2 separate regions of the Zea mays genome follow, and region 1 is linked to region 2. A link is a contact called in public Hi-C data. All regions are on one chromosome and are shown on one strand. Each heading gives the region's core, a stretch centred on a gene start, on an enhancer-like site or on the middle of the called end of the contact. The rest is flanking DNA. Distances are from core to core; before and after follow the strand shown.

What was found. Hi-C and Micro-C count contacts between places; a contact is called where the count stands out from the background.
Region 1: a contact with region 2 is called in a Hi-C map of ear, with 1.9 times the contacts expected there. The contact joins the enhancer-like site here to the promoter of LOC100285169 in region 2. A contact is called at or near these places in 3 of 25 Hi-C or Micro-C datasets (ear, endosperm and tassel).

Annotation. Positions count from the first base shown.
Region 1 is chr10:116,876,863-116,879,562 of Zm-B73-REFERENCE-NAM-5.0, forward strand. No RefSeq gene overlaps it. Among protein-coding and RNA genes, the nearest start is that of LOC103641620, 7.6 kb to the right of the region's middle. Within about 2 kb of position 1,324, at least 20 of the 20 cell types and tissues checked have an H3K27ac peak or open chromatin away from gene starts, as enhancers often do. A contact at or near this core is called in ear, endosperm and tassel, where this site is marked.
Region 2 is chr10:116,756,820-116,759,519 of Zm-B73-REFERENCE-NAM-5.0, forward strand. LOC100285169 reads right to left here and starts at 1,333. Exons shown (of 7, transcript NM_001372181.1): 1 at 1,078-1,333; 2 at 716-724; 3 at 1-534. The coding sequence starts at 1,261.

The DNA.
Region 1 (2,700 bases), core at 74-2,573, 120 kb after region 2:
CTGTATTACATTTCTTTCTAATTTGCAACTTACAGTATGCTCTTTAGCTCGCTACTCAGATGCAGTTTTATCTCTGCCAACAACAATATACAAATATATACGCCATCCTACCATATTATCTTAATTGATCGATATTCCTAAATTATGATCATACAATAGATTTTAATTCAAAGGACCTGAACAGAACCTGAGCGAAAACAAAACGGTAGACCTTTTGACATCATAGCAGAGACTACAAGTTCATGAACACGGCCCGAACCGGGCGTTCCAGCTCATGAAAATTTAATTTATATAAATTAGAAAAATAATCCGGCTAGAATCATTCCTAAGCTCCAATCCCCAATCCGTGAAAACAGAACAGGACCTAAGTTTATCTCCATTAGCTTCCTCATCCCCACCTCCTATTCTAAAATTGCAGTAGTCATAGCCTTATAGTGCTGCAACCCAGAATTAGGTTGCAATCTTAACAGAAACCAGAATTAGTGAACATTGATCCACTGGAAGCAAGACATCTTAAAGGTCAAAGTTGAAAAGAAAATTGACAATCAGTAGAATTAAGACTAATGGTAAAACTGTGTACTGCAGTTTGACTGAACTAATGGAAATTCGAAATTATGGTAGAACTATCCGAGGAAACAATTCACAAATTCTTTTTTTTTAAAACATGTTCCCTTCCAAAGCTTAGACATCTCCATTTGATTTGGCAAAGAGTCGCACGAGTGATGAGCTCACAGAAGCGCTGCAGAAAACAGCTGCCACATAATGGTCATACACTACAGGGAACTCGATGCCCCGGATGAAGACACCTAGAACTGCAACAGGAAGGGAGGAAGTTCCAGAGAAAAACTCTCTGGGACCTCGTCGTTAATTTTGCATGGCTATGACTCGACACGCTCCCACATAGCAAAAGGGAGGCGATCTTAAGGGCCATGCATACAAAGCAAAGTGTTACGGTCAGTGACCAAGAAACCAAGATTGAAATACTGCATGTACTATCGCTCCGGGTTCCAAAATGCGGCACTAGACGCACGCGCTAAGCGGATGGGTAACGCTTCGCTTGGGGCACAAGCGCTAACATAGCGGCGCGGCCGCCTAGGTGGAGCAGCAGCGGCTGCTGGCTCCCGCTACCCGCCCACGGCGAGCAGTGCAGCCGCCGGGGTGCGGCGCGACGGCCCACCGGAGGCGGGAGGTGCGCACGCAGAGTCGCTGCCCTGTGTGCGGAGGACCGGAGGCGAGGTTTGCGACCCCGTGCTCAATGCGGCGGCGGAGTGGGGGAGAGAAGGTTAGGGTTGGGAAGAGGGACGCGAGGAGAGGATGCAGAAATGTGCGTGTATTTGTAGACCTGTGGAGATATGGAATGGGGCTTCATCTTAGCAGGCCTTTTCTAGAGAGATTGGGCTTGGTTTGTTGTAGGTTTCTACATGGACCCCGTAGTGGGCCTATGTAACTTCGACCGGTTCCACTGTGTTTTTCCCCCTCTTGGCTGCCACCACGATCGGTTCACTTTTGTCGGGTTTTTTTTTATAAAGTTCATATGTATTCAAACATTAACAACATAGTACATAGATTAAAGAATGAAATTCTCCGCTACATGGAAGTAGCCACCTTGCTACTGAGCGTAAGGTATAAGTGCTCCTAAAGAATGCATCTAAAGTGCCCATATGACGAGATACACTTCAACAATTTTTTGCAAAAACAAAGGTGATACAACCATTTCTTTTAACAAGCGTTGTAGCCATCAGTTGTACCACCGTTTAAAAAGGCATTCTTGCTGGCCTATTTCTAGCGCTGACAAGCTTCATCATAACCTACCTCGGTTTATCCATCACCATCAGGCATTATAGAAGAATCGATGTCCAGCTGCTGATAAATAAAACTTTAGGCACAGATTCGATGCTTGGAATTGAATTCTATTTTAATAATCATAATTTAAGCATAGATCTAATATAGTTTTATATAAAATATATTTATATACTATTGCTGGTCATAACGAGAGATATATTTATGTAGATAGATATTTATGTATTATATTTCTACTATAGAGGACGAGCCAGAGAGCATGTTATAAGTTACAAAATAGAATTATGGACTAGTGATATATAAAATCAATTTCCATCCACTAGTCCTACGAATTTAGAATAGACTTATATCTAAACTTTAGAAAGTGGTGGAAAGTCAAATTTCAAACCAAATAACCTACTATTAAATACAATTCCAATTTCTTAAAAATAAAGAAATCCAAACGCACCTCACAGAAACTATCAAAGTGGCAAGGTAGAATCTTCACATAAGCAAGTAGGTGGGATGAGCCTTACAAATGTGTCTTTACCTCGTGACCAATTATCTCCTCGCGGTAATAAAATACCCAAGGGACTATTTAAAAAACCATATTTCCTCCATTTTAATTTATAATTCGTTTAACTTTTTTACCTTAAGTTTGACATGTTTGTCTTACTAAAAATCATAATTATTATTAACTTTTACTGTGATATCGTTTAGTATATAATACTTTAGATACGGCTTTAAATTTTTTATTTTTCCATAACGAGACGGTCAAATTTGGCACATAAAGTCAAACAAATTATAAATTGGGACAGAAGGGGAAGGTGTTTCTTTCGGATAGCATATGCCCAACTATCATGAGAGAAATGAAGGTCGACTAGCCAAGATATTATCAATTTTAAGAAAACTAAATATAGC
Region 2 (2,700 bases), core at 83-2,582:
CCCACATCCCCGTGGCCGCCGAGTGGAGCGGCCGCCGCGCCCGCGTCCAGCGCCTGAAGTCGCGGCTCCGGTACACGTACGCCACGCCGTGGCGCGCCTCGGTGACGCTGCCGATGAGCAGGCGCCAGAGGCCGTCTCCCGCGGCGCGCCAGGCCGTGGTCGGGTCCCGGAACTGCGTCGCGTTGATGCCGCCCCCGGGCACGATGATGGGGTTGTGCGACGGCTTCACCCACTCCCGCAGCAGCGGGTCCGACCTGTTCCGCGGGTACGCCACGTTCTGCACCTGGTAGTTCACGTCCGGCCGGTTCACGCCCGTGTACATGATCGCCGGCGTGCCGTCGGCCAGCGTCGTCGCCGACCCCGACCAGCACCCGTACCTGTCGGACGGGATGCTCGGCTCGATCGCCGGTTGCAGGGCCACCCAGTTGATCAGGTCTCGCGACACCGAGTGGCCCCACACGATGTTGCCCCACACCGCGCCCTTCGGGTTGTATTGGTAGAAGAGATGGTACCACCCCTTGTAGTACAGTGGAGCTGTATATATATATGCATAGACCACAGATGATCAGAATTTTTTTTCTTACAGAAATACACTCCCTCCGTTCTCAGTTATTTTTTATTTATCACGGTTTAGTTAAAAATAAACTATTGGACGACAAATATTCGATAAAAAAGCTAGTAGTATGTAAATTTATTGGCAAGGAAAACGACGTACCGTTGGGATCTGACGTTGCAAAGTTTCGCGGCCGATGCAATCACACAGGTCACAGCGCAGAGCAGCCCAGGGAAGATGTCAATAGACAAGCCAGTTAGAGCCAATCCTTGACAATACCTACTAATGTATCATGCATAAAGCCTAGAACTACAAGGAAAGCCAACAAAAAAAAGTAGGGCTACCAACTTAGCTACAAAGTGGCCATTTTGCTACGGATCTAAACACTGGTAACTGGACATGACATGTTCTCAACTTGACGACTCCCTCAGTTAACAAAGGCTACCATGGCACTGCTAGAAAGTGGGAGACAGCTCAAAATTTTGGATGTGGGCCAAGTCAGCAAGCGAGTAGGTTTTAGTTACCATTGATCCAGTTCTTGCGAGGCTGGAAATGGTACCCGGTCCTCAGCAGGGGGTCGACAATGGAGGGCCGCACGGCGGCTGTCGTCGCCTCCACCTCAAGGTTCTCGTAGACGACATGAGAGGCCCCGGCGAGCTGCTGCAGGAGCAGCAGCCATGCCCAAGCAACCGTTCCAAGCGCCCTCATTGCTATGCTATTGCTAGCTAGGCACAGAGCCGTACGTAGCAAAGAACAGGACGAGAACTGATGGAGGGAGGATGCCCGGAAGCAGAGGAGAGGAGGTTCTATTTATACTGCGTCGACGATGGCCGGGGGCGTCTCGCGCGTGCGAGGTGTGTGCGATCAGCTATCTAGCTGTCTTTTTGGGCGCCGGAAGTGGAGAGCTTTGGGCCACCACGCACCAGTAACGCTCGCCGCTCGCTTCCCTCTATGGATAATCATATCAATAGACCGGACCATATCTTACTAGTACTTTACTAGGGAAATGCCTGTACCTGCGGTTTGGCGTGAGGACTGTCTAGTACAATGGTAAGGAAACGGGTGCGCTACGCACTGGCGTATCTATGGCGTATCGGGCATGTTTGGTTTGTGGCTAACTGTGCCTCACTTTGCCTAAGGTCGCTCGAATTGAATAACTAACTTTAGGCAGAAAAGTTAGGCAAAGTGGGGCAAGTTAGGCATCAATCCAAACGGGCCCTATATATGTCCAAACGAGCGGCACGGCCCGGCCCAGCCCGAGCCCGACTTGGCCCGGCCCGTTTGAGCCCGGCACGGTTAAGCCCGACCACTTAATCGTGTCGTGCCGTGCCGCCCGACGGGCCCATAACCCTTCCCGAGCACGGCACGGTGTAGGCCCGACCGTGCCGGGCCGGCCCAAATAGCATGGCCCATTTAGTGGCCCGTGCCGGCCCGAGCCCGCTTCTCGTGCGCGACGACGGCCGCGGCGGCCAGGTGCGCCGCACAGTGCAGCGCCAGGAACACCGCCTCCAGGGCCTCGCCCTCTCCGCCGCCTCTGTTGACTAGGGAAAGGACGAGCAGCAAGGTGTAGAACGCGGCGAGGACACCGGCCGCCGCCAGCGACGACGAACCCGGCGCCTACCCGAACCTCGGCCCTGTCCAGCAGCGGCTGCTTTGTCGCCGTTGAGGGCGCCGCAGCCATGGCGTCGTCGCCGTGTAGAGATGCTGCCGTTGAGGACGCCGCAGCCATGGCGTCGTCGCTGTTGAGGGACCCGCCGTCATGCCGCTCGCCAGATCCGGGGCGCGCGGGCGGAGCAGGCAACACGGGAGATCGATGCCGCCTGCCTGCCGATCTTGGGCGCGCGCGAAGAAGGTGTGTCGGGGGCTGCCATTGCCAGATCTGGTGGAGGAGCAGCAGCACGGAAGAAGGAGTGTCGGTGGGCAGGCTGGGGGAAGGCGGCGGATCGGGCAGGAGGAGCGAGCAGGAGGAGGGACGTGCTTTAGGTTTAGGTTGGCTATGTGGGCTGGCGGCGGTTTAGGTTGGGCTGAGTCGGGGCTATGTGGGCTGGCGGCGGTTTAGGTTTTAGGGATATTAGAATAAACGGACCGCTTAAAAGGCCCGGCAGATATCGGGTCGTGCTCGTGCCAGCCCAACGGGCTTAAATGTC